Linked DNA regions of Mus musculus: region 2 is linked to region 1. A link is a contact called in public Hi-C data. All regions are on one chromosome and are shown on one strand. The core of a region is the stretch at or near the end of the contact, and the rest is flanking DNA. Distances in the headings are between cores, read along the strand shown.

Evidence for each region. A called contact is a pair of places that touch in the nucleus more often than the background predicts.
Region 2: a contact with region 1 is called in a Hi-C map of bone marrow-derived macrophages, with 31 read pairs. The contact joins two enhancer-like sites. A contact is called at or near these places in 13 of 39 promoter capture datasets (the 3T3-L1 cell line, the C10 cell line, the HPC-7 cell line and 9 more), 41 of 484 Hi-C or Micro-C datasets (the 63-12 cell line, B cells, the C10 cell line and 31 more) and 2 of 115 datasets of contacts at active chromatin or transcription factors (bone marrow-derived dendritic cells and embryonic stem cells).

The regions. Positions count from the first base shown.
Region 1 is chr2:12,150,938-12,157,403 of GRCm38.p6, reverse strand. It overlaps Itga8 (integrin alpha 8), which reads left to right. Exons shown (of 30, transcript NM_001001309.3): 25 at 1,874-2,032. Among named protein-coding and RNA genes, the nearest start is that of E030013I19Rik, 150 kb to the left of the region's middle. Within about 2 kb of position 3,368, at least 8 of the 459 cell types and tissues checked have an H3K27ac peak or open chromatin away from gene starts, as enhancers often do. A contact at or near this core is called in bone marrow-derived macrophages, where this site is marked.
Region 2 is chr2:12,279,066-12,284,987 of GRCm38.p6, reverse strand. All of the region lies in intron 2 of Itga8 (integrin alpha 8), which reads left to right. Among named protein-coding and RNA genes, the nearest start is that of E030013I19Rik, 19 kb to the left of the region's middle. Within about 2 kb of position 4,132, at least 4 of the 459 cell types and tissues checked have an H3K27ac peak or open chromatin away from gene starts, as enhancers often do. A contact at or near this core is called in bone marrow-derived macrophages, where this site is marked.

The DNA.
Region 1 (6,466 bases), core at 2,119-4,618:
CCAACACAAAGGGCCATGAAGAGCAATACATTCTCAAACTTGAGCTATTCATCTATAGGGAAGAAGTGATAACTCCTGACTAGTGTTGGCTCAAAGATTCCCTTCCACTCTCTGTTCAGAAGCCCTGGCCTGAGCTTAAGCTGTTGTAACAACAAAAGGACATCACAATCCCAGGAAAACTCAGGGCAAGAACCTCACAGGGAAAACAGTAAGCTGTCAAATCATTAACTGAACCGTGTGAGCCAAATTCTTCTTAACAATGGTAAAACTTCAGAGCTTAGAGAAAAAGTTCAGATTCAATCATTTATGTGCATTCTAGGATTAGCATACACATTATAAAAATTTAAAGTAGTCACCAGGATGTCAAAAAACAAAACAAAACAAAAAACTAAAACACCAAATATCTCTTACATACTAATTGCTAATCTCAAGTCTTAAGATACGCTGTCAGTGGACGCTGTACTCTTAATGATGTGAATTAAATAGGCCATCGAGTAGCAAAAACAGAAAATTTGTTGCTTTATGATGATTTCAGAACTGAGAAGGGACAAAGATCTCTACTACTCTTAAAAAGAATCTGTAAACTCACCCACTACCTTCCACTGTGCTCAGTGTTTGGGGGATGTGGTCTGTGTCCTCTGAGTGGAACTCACATGTTTAAAATGTTCATCTTCATGAGGTATGGGCTTCCTTTCCCTGGGATTTGTTAATGTAACTAGTCAGCTTGCTCCAGGAATCCCAGCTTTGAAACATGCACTTGCAGAGAACTTTAGGGCACACAGACTGTCTTTGGCACTTGATGGATGGCCATTTTCCCAGAGGGTGAAAGAGAGTGCCTTGCAGATGGTTGCAATTGACAAGCCAGTAGTCAGGCGGGAGGCAAATTCCAATGTAAAGAAAGGATCGCTACATTTTGGAAGCATATAATTAAAATAGCATTTCTAGTGCTACCATTGAATTTATTTCAGTCCGAGGTAAGCATAGCTATGCTTGTACATAGTAAGTACAGACTGATCTTCTCCAATCTACAAACAACAACATGTACTCCAGAGTCGAGTTGTTTTGAGCATTCGCATGATGCTTACTGCAAGCAGAAAATACCAACCTGACCTCATGGGTCAGACTGTAGGCAAAACGCCAGCAAGTTAAAAAAAAAAAAAAACATAAGAAGCTGCACAGGTGGCTTAAAGCCCTTGCCATGTAGGGTGGCAACCTGCATGTCATCCAGTGTTTAGAGAGCAGAGATGAGAGATCCCTGGAGAAAGCTGACTAGCTACGTGAGTCCCATATCAGGGAGCTCTGGGTTCAAGGAAGATATTATCTCAATGTATAAGGTGCAGAGAAGTCGAGGAAGACAGTTGATGTCAACATCTGGCCTCTATAGGCACATATCTGAACAGACATCTGCACATGTACATGCACACACATACGATAGATAGATAGATAGATAGATAGATAGATACATACATACATACATACATACATACATACATACGTAGACAGATATTTAAAAGGTTGCCTTCAAGCTATGCATAATAAAGTGTGAAGGAAACATCAGATTTGTGATTATAGGAGATTCTCATACCTAAGGTTTTGCATTCTGTACGTGCAGTATTCTGAAGTTTAAAGGACTTCTGGTCCCAAGCATCCCAATATGAATTGCTCCACTGGCATAGTCTTTGAATAACCCATGCTGAGAGCTTCCCAGCCTGAGTCTGCCCTGAATGTGTACATACCATGATTTCAGAGCGCCCCAGGCCTGGCTAGATTCTGTGTTCTATTCCCTACTACCATAGTTAAAGCTGATAAGATGTGCTTTTTAAAACAGACACATGATAGACATGTCATTCCCTAATGTGCCACATTCTTGCAGCTGCACAATATTGGACCCAGCACCATCAGTGACAGCATTCTTGACGTGGGCTGGCCGTTCTCTGCACGGGATGAGTTTCTCCTCTATATTTTTCATCTTCAAACTCTGGGACCTCTACAATGTCAAACAAATCCTGAGATCAACCCACAGGATATAAAGGTAGGACTACAGTCTAAACAGTGGCTTGACCTAAATTGCTTAGGTCATCCCTGAGCAGACCATTTCTCTTTTTAAAGGGTCTAAGCAAGTGTAGTCTTGGCCTGAGCAAGTGTTTTCTATCCATAGCAACCTGGCAGTTATTGAGCCGCGATAGGCAACTTCTTTTATTTTAGTTAGGTATTTATTTCATTTACATTTCCAATGCTATCCCAAAAATCCCCCACACCCTCCCCCACCCACTACCCCACCCACCCACTCCTACTTCTTGGCCCTGGCGTTCCCCAAGTTCTATAGGTTATTTGATCAATAGCCCCAACAAAGCCAAAATCATAACTAGGTATGCCACATTTGGGAGAGTTAGTATAAAATGCTATTTTTAAAAGTCTTTTTTGGTATATTGCCCAAAGACATGAGGATCTTTGCCAAAATGAGTTCTCACAGCTGTTGTCAATAGCACGTGGTAAAATGGGATTTGCCAAAGGCTCTCTCAATGCCCTGAGAACTCCCAGACTGGAATGCGTGGTAGTGAAAGCTTGAAGAGACGCTCAAAGCAGTGCAGTACAGACTTTAAGTGCTTCTGGGGTCTAGTAACAAGTGTGGTCACGGAGTGACCTATGGAGCCAATGGCACAGCAGGGTCAGAGCGAGGCCATGGGCCTACTATAACACAGAGCCAGAGCGGGACCTGAGAAGCCTATTAGAAGCAGGGTCAGAAAAGGGGTTTGTGGAGAGGTATTAGAAGGCAGGGTCATAGAAGAGCCTCGGGAACTAGGGAAAGTGTAAGAGGCCCTGACATAGGGTCTGTAACCATGCAGGGTCAGGGCGGAACCTGGGGCTTCATTGGAAGATGCCTGGGAGTCAATTGAGAGCAGGTCTGAGCTTCTCCCTTCTGTCCAAGCAGCTTGTCTGCTGGTCACTTGTTCATCACCAAGTGTCCCAAAGCCAGATCCCATCCAGGGTAAGGACCAAACTGAGCTTAGGCTCCTAAGAAAGGAAGTAACATCACCCCTTGAAAATGTCACATTTGCATGAAAACAGAAATGGAACTTTGTGGATCAGTTATGTCCTCAGAAGACAACTTTGCTGGAGAACATTCTCCTAGTAGCTACAAGGGCCCAGTCAGTGTCTCTGGTGTAAGGACAGATGTCCTGAACCCCAAACTGAGCCATCTAGGACCCAGGCATAGGCCCAGGGTCACTGCCATCATGAATGGCTTCCTTTTTCAACCCCAAATGCTCTGTATGTAGAGGCAAGAGGACTCTCCTAACAGGAGGCTCAGCAGTAAAGGACACAAGAGGTAGTAAGCGTCTCTCTTTATGCAGAAGTAATAAATAAAGCCATTGTGTGTCATGAAATGATTTCAAATACTTCCTGAAATAGTTCTTCTCATTTCTTCCTTCCTTACCCTTAATCGAGATGATTTTTGACTTCAGGGACAACAGCTTATTGAAGAATAATGTCTTTGAATGTTAGCATATACTGTAAGTAACCAGATCTTCACAGCAGCACCCTTAACGTATCTCTCTCACACACAGAGTCTTGAATCACATGCTCTAGTAAAAGACCCCTAACTCTCTTAGAGTGTAATGTTTGCCTTATGTCTGACATTGTTTATATATGTTTGTATATATTATGTAACTTGTTTAATGTGCACTATGCTGGCTGTACAGGGCTTTCCCCCTCTGTGGCAATTTAACAATCATTTTCAGTGACAGGGACAGTGCTAACAGATAACTTGCATTAAACATTGACAGATCCCTGCAAACTGAGTGGTAGTGTGCACTAAGCACCTGGCTTCCTTGTTTCTTCCTTATTCTTTGGGAGTGTTCATAGTCTTACATAAAAAAAAAAAAAATCTGCCCAAGGCTAGGAAATTCTTTTAATGCAACTTGACTATGCTTTTTTCTTTATAAAAGAAAAAACAACTTTCAATCTGTGAAAACTGAATATAAGATTTAATGACAATATGAAGTAATAGCTCCCTAAAATAGCTTAATTAGAATAATGTATGAATTCTTTAAATATGGGAAAGCTGAATGTCTTTACTTCCAGGTTCTTAACATATTTCATTGAAATTTACTGTACTCTATATGTATGAGTGTTTTGTCTGCATAGATGTGCATATACCACAAGTATGCTGGATGCCAGAAAATGATATTAGGCCATGGGAACTGGAGTTGGAGATGGTTATGAGCCACTGGATGGTTACTGAGAATAGAACCCAACTTATCTGGAAGAGCAGCCATGCTCTAACCCCTGAGCCATTTTCCAGCCTCCTTAATACACTTTAACAACATTTACTAGGTTGCCCAGGGAAATTTCAAAAACCTCTTATTAATAAATAGCTATTAAGGGCGGGAGAGATGGCCCACCGGTTAAAAGCACTGGCTGCTTTTCCAGAGGTCCAGAGTTCAATTCCCAGCACCCACATGGTGGCTCACAACCATCTGTAAAGGAATCTGATGCCCTGATGCCCTTGTCTGGCCTGCAGTTGTACATGCAGCAGAGCACTCAAACTTTAAAAAAGATTGCAAGAGGTTCAAAAGATTTAAAAAATAGATATTAAAATGTTAATCTTTATTTTTATGTCAGTGGCATTTATAATTGAGATTGCTTGAATATTATTTTTTCTTAAGATATTAAATTGATTAGTGACATAGCTAGTAAGTTACTCAGCAAGTTTATTCCTTCCTAGACAATACAAAGATAAACAACTTGTTCTGTTTTGAGTATGAGTAAAAAAAACTAGTGTAAAGTGAATTGTAAAATGTTTTCAAACACATAGGTTTGAATTTTTCTAAATGGTAATATCAAGGCTAATTGATAACTTATATATTGTTTAAGGTGTGCATGTATGTGTGTGTGTATGCTTCTGTGTGTCTATGCTTGTGTGTGTGAGTCTAAGTGTGTGTGCTTGTGTGTATAGTGTGTGTGTATGCAAATGTGTATGGTATGTGTATATAGGGTGTATTTGTACGCTGTGTGCATGTCTGTGTGTGTCTCTGTGTATAAAGGTGTATGGTATATGTATATAGGGTGTGTGTGTACACTGTGTGTGTACGCTGTGTGTGTCTATATGTGCCTTTGTGTGTGTGTGTGTGAATACGTGTATATGCTTGTGTATATGTGCTTATGAATGTGTCCACATGAATGAGTGTGTCTGTATGTGTGTATATGCTTGTATGTGTTCTTGGGTGCATGTATGCTCTGGAGTGTGTGTGTGTGTGTGTGTGTACAGGCTTGTTGTTGCCTGAGGTTGGAGATTTTCATGAACCTTAGAGCAGACCAATCCAGTTAGCCTGGATAGCCAGTGAATTCCAGGAAATCCTCTTTTTCTGCCTCTCCAGGGCCACTGGTATGGCAGACATGGGCCTGGTGTTTGATGTATGTGGGCACTGGGGATTAGAACTCAGATCCTCAGAGATGGAAGGAAAGATAAATGTTTTAGAGTCGAGAATAAAGTCCCCACATGCAGTCGAAGTTTACTTAGCAGGCAGGGTGAGGCACAGAGCCTTACTCTCTGCACTCTGGTTGGAATGTGTGAAATGGGTCACCAGTGTAAGTGTTGAGGGGTGGTAGGACCTTTACGAGGTGCTTGAGGCTGGGGCTTCTGCACTCTGGATGGGTTAATGCCATTCTCACAAGGGCAAATTCTCAGGGCAGTCGGTAACTGTGGGTGCAGGGGGTTAAGCCACTGAGATGGCCTCCCCAGCTTTGCTTTGCTTTTGTTTCCTCCCTTTCCATGTGCCCCTTTCCTAACCAGGAGCCAAGAAAGCAGGTGAGTAGCACCCCTCTGCTCCTGGGCACATACCATGTCGGACTCCTCAGCCTCTAGACCCTTGAGCTTTCCGGTGTATGCTACCCATTGTCAAGGACTCTGTCCTAACAACTGTAAAAGGTCAGGCTACCTATGTGCAAATTTTCCTTTTCTTCTTTTAGTAACATTACAGTTTTAAAAAATATATTTTATTGTTCTTTGACAATGTCGTACATGTATACAATGTACTCTGATCATGTCTACTTCTAACTTCCCTGGTCCCAATTTCACCTGGAAATATCAAAACACATCTCCCTCCTGCATCACACTCTTCTCTCTGTCTATCTGTCTGTCTGTCTCTCTCTCCCCATCTCTACTTTTATTTTTTAGTTTATATGCTTTTTGCTGTTTTAAGAGAATATATATTTACATTTATCTTACAGTATATTTTGATCCCATTCTTTTTCCTCTCCTAACTTCTCCTAGACCCTCCTAACTTCCCTGCTCACCCAACTTCATGTTATTTCTCTCCCTCAAAATATAAAATCAAAACAAACAAAAAAGACCAAAAAAGTCAAAATAAAACAAACAGCATAGACACACACAAACATGGAGTCTATTTTATGTTGGCCAACTACTCCTGAGTATGGAGCCTGCTCTGGAATGTGGATAATATAT
Region 2 (5,922 bases), core at 2,883-5,382, 130 kb before region 1:
GGGGAAGCAAGCCAGTATGTAACATCCCTCCATGGCCTCTGCACCAGCTCCTGCTTTCTGACCTGCTTGAGTTGCAGTGCTGACCTCCCTTGGTGATGAACAGCAATGCGGAAGTGTAAGCTGAATAAATCCTTTCCTCCCTGACTTGCTTTTTGGTCATGATGTTTTGTCCAGGAATAGAAACCTTGACTAAGACAGACATTAAACTACCTTTTCAGCTTTTTTAAGTTAACATTTTATTGATTATTTGCAAATTTCACATCATGCACTTATCCCACTTGGCTCCCCATCCCTTCATATCCAACCTTGCAACCTCTCCCCAAAAAGGAAAAGAAATCTCATTGTGGAATCTGTAATGTGTGACAGTGTGTCCCACAGTGTACCCTTTTGTCCATACTTCTTTGCTTGCAAATCTTCATTAATCTGGTTCAAGGCCTCTGGCTCCTGCTACACCATCAATACTGGATCCTCAGTAGGACTTCCCTCAGATATCATGTTTTTGACTTGTGTCATGGAGGTCCTGCAGTTTGGGATATGTAGGAAAAGCCTCTTCACAAATTCTAGCAGTTCATAGATAGGGTAGATGTTGGGGTGGACCAACTTAAAGCCCCGGATCTGGACCTGGGTCGTAGCTGGGCTGGTCAGCCTGCCAGATCTCCCATACCCACATCATCAGGGTGAGGCTCTCCAGCCAGTGCCCTCAAGCTAGCTCACCCAATGAGGTACCCACTAGTGGGAAGGGTCAGCTCTCCTCTCAAGCCCTTGGGTGGCTCACCTAAGCCCACTCCAGCAGGGTTGGCTCTATTGTGTTGCCAAGGCAAGGTACAAGGCCCACTCTCCTGAGTGCTGCAGCTGTTGAGGGGCAGGGCCAACTTTCCAGCTCTCATGACCTCAAGGTCAGCTCTCCTGCCTGCTGTATGTAAGTGGTAAGGGGCAAGGAAGGAATACGAAGATACAGAGAAAGAAAGAGAGAGAGAAAGGGAGAGAGAGAGAAGAGAGAAGAGAGAAGAGAGAAGAGAGAAGAGAGAAGAGAGAAGAGAGAAGAGAGAAGAGAGAAGAGAGAAGAGAGAAGAGAGAAGAGAGAAGAGAGAAGAGAGAGAGGGGAAGGAAGGAAGGAAGAAAGAAGAGAGAGAGAGAAAGAGAGAGAGGAAGGAAGAAAGAAAAGAAGCACATGGCCCATCCTTGTCACAAAAGAACCAAGAAAGTATCTTTCTTGTCATTGATATAACTCTAAGATGACAAATTGTCTTTTAACCATGTATAAAGCATTTTCCCAGGTCTTCCATTTTCCCCAGAATATAGAATAACCCAACTGGCAAATAACAGTGAAAATACTTGAAGCCATTGTTAACAGCATCACTTAGCTCCCATTACCAAGATCCACAGAGAAGGAAGCTTCTTGCAAAACACTTCATTGTTTGAAATTTTTAAAATAACCTACAGATTTTCAACTTAAAAAGAGGATTTATGGCCTTTTATATTCATTTGGTGTTGGCATAGAACGCAGAGGCTTCTTCATACCAGGAAAGCACTCTAATGACAAAATCCATAACCAGCCCTTTTGTTGTTTGTTATTTTGGGACAGGGTCTCACTAATTGGCTTAGGTTAGCCCCAAACCTGTAATGCTCCTGCCTTTGTCACCCAAGTGCAAGGATTGCAGGCATGAGCCATCCTATCCTCCACTTACAAACAGGTTTTAAGAAAATTACTTAGAGAAGTTGGAAATAAGAAAGGATCATGGTGTGTGTGTGTATGTGTGTGTGTGTGTGTGTGTGTGTGTGTGTGTGTGTATGTAACTCAGTGGGGAATAGGAGAAAGCTACCAGACTAGAAAGGAAGCCTCACACATGGAGATCAGACAGAGCCTATGTCTTCTGATGTGAAGAGCAAGACATGGGGACCCAATCTGTTAGGCAAAGGTAAGCATTTCATTTGCACTACATGTGTGTTTGCATATTCATGTACGTATCTACTGACATAGAGTATACATATATGAGGTAAGCCACCAATTTGAGTTAGCAGATTATCCAGTCAGAACAAAACATCTCTTGAACATCTGAGGCAGAAATGAGTCAGTGAAATTTATTGAAACACCAGATCTCTCAACAGCCAAGAGTGGAGCCCCAGAGCTTTCTTTATCATCTTTCAATGGGGGGATTGAGAGTAATCCATTTGGAACTTAAATTTTCTCTGACATAAAACCAAACTCACACTCTTTTCTTAGGTTTGTTTCTTTTAGATAAGGGATTATCTAACAACGTCATTTTATCTTGACCTTTATGTATGAATCTTCTTTATTCTCACAAGCATAGCTTCAACTTAAAGGCAAAAGCACATTTGATAATGATCAAGATTTAAACATTTCAAGATTTCTTTCCCCCTTTTCTTGATCAAAACTGTCTGGACAGTTCCCACAACAGCTTGAAGAAAGTCCCTGAGGCGACAGGCTTGGAAGTGATGACCGAAAGCTAGAGCCAAACTTACTGCTTTTCCAGAATGAGGTCGAGAGTTTTATAAATAGTTTCCCAAAATTGTTCCATCTGCCAAAGTGTTTGGCCACACCTGTGTGGTCTCAGCCTTTCCCACCCCTCTGCTGTTGATTTAGCTTCACTCCATCAATCCTTCTCATTTCACTAAACAGATTAGAGAACTCTGCCCTTGCTCATGTGTGCACCACCTTCTATAGCACCACACCCCACTCCTGTTCTGAAACATGCATTCCCCCAAGTAAAAAGACCTAAAGCTGGTGGGCTTACCACCCACTGGGATCTATACCCAGGCTGCCCAGATATACAGTTTAAGGGGGATTATTCACAGCCCAGAAAGTAGAACAGGCTGTTTGCTGACAGAAATCTGTATTTCTCAGCTTGGCTCCCTGTCTTTTCAGGGTATCTTCAGGTTTGTCTACACTCCCAAATTACAGAAATAAATTAAAAGGAAATGCAAAGGGTGAACCTCTCTGTCTCTCATCCTATTTACCTCTCTCCCTTCTTCCTTCCTTGCTTCGCTTCTTTCCTCTCCAACATGCACATACTTACTTTTTCAACAACAATAAATTGAACTGAATAATTTATTCTGGGAAACTTCTGAATAAATGCATGGAAACTGAATTATTCAATCAATAAATACTTATGGACAACTTACAGTGTGCTGTCAATAATTCAAGAATTGAAGACTGCAGAGGAGAGACAGGATGTCTCTATGTGTGGAATTAATGTACTTTATCAAGGGGAAACCAATACATGGGAAAACTAGCATACTATCTCAGACAGTGGTTAGTGCTATTACAAAAAGGATGACAAGATAGTCACAGAGTCAGGTGATTTAGGAACCTGTTTCTTGGGGAGATGGGTATTTTAACTTTCACTTGAGCAATTAAGAGGGGAGCTCTCTCAGGGCTGAATAGCACAGTGGGTAGAAAATTTCAGAGAATGGGAAAAGCAATGGAAGTAAGGAAGCCTTAAAGACTAGGCATGTTCACAGGAGAGGGCATCACTGTGTCTTTCTCATAACAAAATCCACAGACTGAGGTTGTTTGAGACCACCTGGAGGCTATGCTGTCCCCTAGGACATGTAAGGACTGTTTTGTTTGTTTTTCTCCTTCTCCTCCTCTCTTGTTGTTGTTGTTGTTGTTGTTGTTGTTGTTGTTGTTGTTCTTCTTCTTCTTCTTCTTCTTCTTCTTCTTCTTCTTCTTCTTCTTCTCTTTTTCTTCTTCTTCTTCTTCCTCTTCTTCTCCTTCTTCTTTCTCCATAGATAAAATAACCATCATTGAGCAAATAGAGATTAATTGTTCAGTATGTGGTTGACATGGTTTGAATGTGTTCCACAGACTCAAGTGTCTAACACTCTAACCAATAGAGCACAGTAAAGAGAGCTTGTAGAAGTTTTAGGAGATGGGGATGGCAGGAAGAGGTTGGCTCCTGGGGGCAGGGGACTTTGAAAGTATAGCCAAGCCCTAGTTCTAGTCTCATGCAGTATGGTTCTTCACTGATGGGATGTGAATAGCCAAGTCACTTGACCTGGACTAGGCTCCTGCTGTTAACATGGCTTCTTCATCAGATACTGAATGGAAATCAGTGTCTCTTCCCTCCTGTGGCTTCTGTCAGTTATTTGGTCACAGTGGAAAGAAAAGGAAGTAACCCAATGTTGTTGAGACACATGGCTCTACGTGTCAGACTAAGCACAGCAACTCTACCACAGAGTGTAAGGATGAGTTCTGCATGTATAGTAAGCTCCATAAAGTTAAAAGACAAGAGAGAGAGAGAGAGAGAGAGAGAGAGAGAGAGAGAGAGAGAGAGAGAAGAGAGAGAGAGGGAGAGAGAGAGAGAGAGAGAGAGAGAGAGAGAGAGAGAGAGGGAGAGGGAGAGAGAGAGGAGAGAGATGTTTCCAACATATAAAATGATAGAAATCAATACTATATAACCAGTTATACAATCAGTAGAGTCAACATGTAAACAAGAAGATAAGCAAATGATATAAATGAGAAATTAATAGGGAGGGATGAATGGTCTACAAACATAAAAAGGTGATCAAAGATACTAATATTAAAGGAGCATAAAAACAAACAAATAACAACAAATCTGAGACACTGTTTCCCAGCCCAGTGGCTGGGAAACCCTTAATTGTCCTGAATAACGGACACTCCACCCCACCCTCTGATGAAACGGATTTTATAAGACTGCTCAGTGCCCACATATTTATTAATATCAAAATAAAAAGAAATAAAGACTTCTAGCCAAGTGAGATGGATACCCAAAACACACATGGCTATCTAATGGGATATAATACTACATAAGAATTAATAGGAATGAATTTGATTTATCTGTTGGCCAATCTATCCACCTGTCCACCAATGTAACTATCTACGTTTCTAGATACCTGTGTGTCTGTCTATACAGTTACCCCTTTATGGCTGTCTCTTACAGACTAGTTAAATGTGAAACACAAACACATTCAGCTACCTAAAGATCACAAAATGCTGTTTATCAATTTAAAAATATTCTGTCAAATGTTGGCAAACTACAACTAGATTTTGAACTATCTTTTCTTTCTATATTATTATTACACAGCCTGTAAGCTATGTATACTTTCAAAGTTTTAACTGGCTAACAATTTAAAGAATATTTTATTACACATAAAAATCATATGGAATTTCAGTTTCTGTGCCCATACATAAAATTCTTTGAGACTCAGCCACACCCAGTTTCCTCTGTCCTGTCTGTCATTTGATTTCACTATGAGTGTGTGCTTGGGCAGTTGTAACAGACTGTGGAAGATAGCAGTACCTGAAACATTTGTTGTCTGGCCCTTGACAGATACAGAGTCTGGATATATATTGTTCATGAAATTATTTACGTGCTTGTGCATGTATGTGTGAGTGCACACAGAGGCCAGAGCTCAATGTCAGCTGTCTTCTTTGTTCTTCACCTTACGTTTTTGAGACAGGGTCTCACTGAACCTGAAGCTCACTGATGTGGCTAAACTAGCTAGCCCAAGGATGTTCTTATTTCTCTCTCCTCAGTGCTGGGGTTACACGGGCTTGCAACCCCATCTGGCTTTGGTGTGGGTAATGGGGATCAAATTCAGTTCATTATGCCTGCAGGCTAGCCTTTTATTGACTGAGCTCTGTTCTTAGCTCTAGTATTATTTTACACACACACACACACACACACACACACACACACACACACAATTCGTGATGCTGACACATCTAGAGGAGGAAGTTTGGATGGGTAGAAAAGGAACTGTGATGTTTATGTATGTGAGAAATCTGAGACATTTTCAATTCTGTCCTGTGTGAACACGAGTGTGTGCTATATGGTCTCTGTACTTTTTCATACTAACTTTGTTGTTCTTTATAACTGAAAGATGCCCCCAGCTATGTATCTACATTTTATCTAAATTCTTCTACTGGTGGACAGT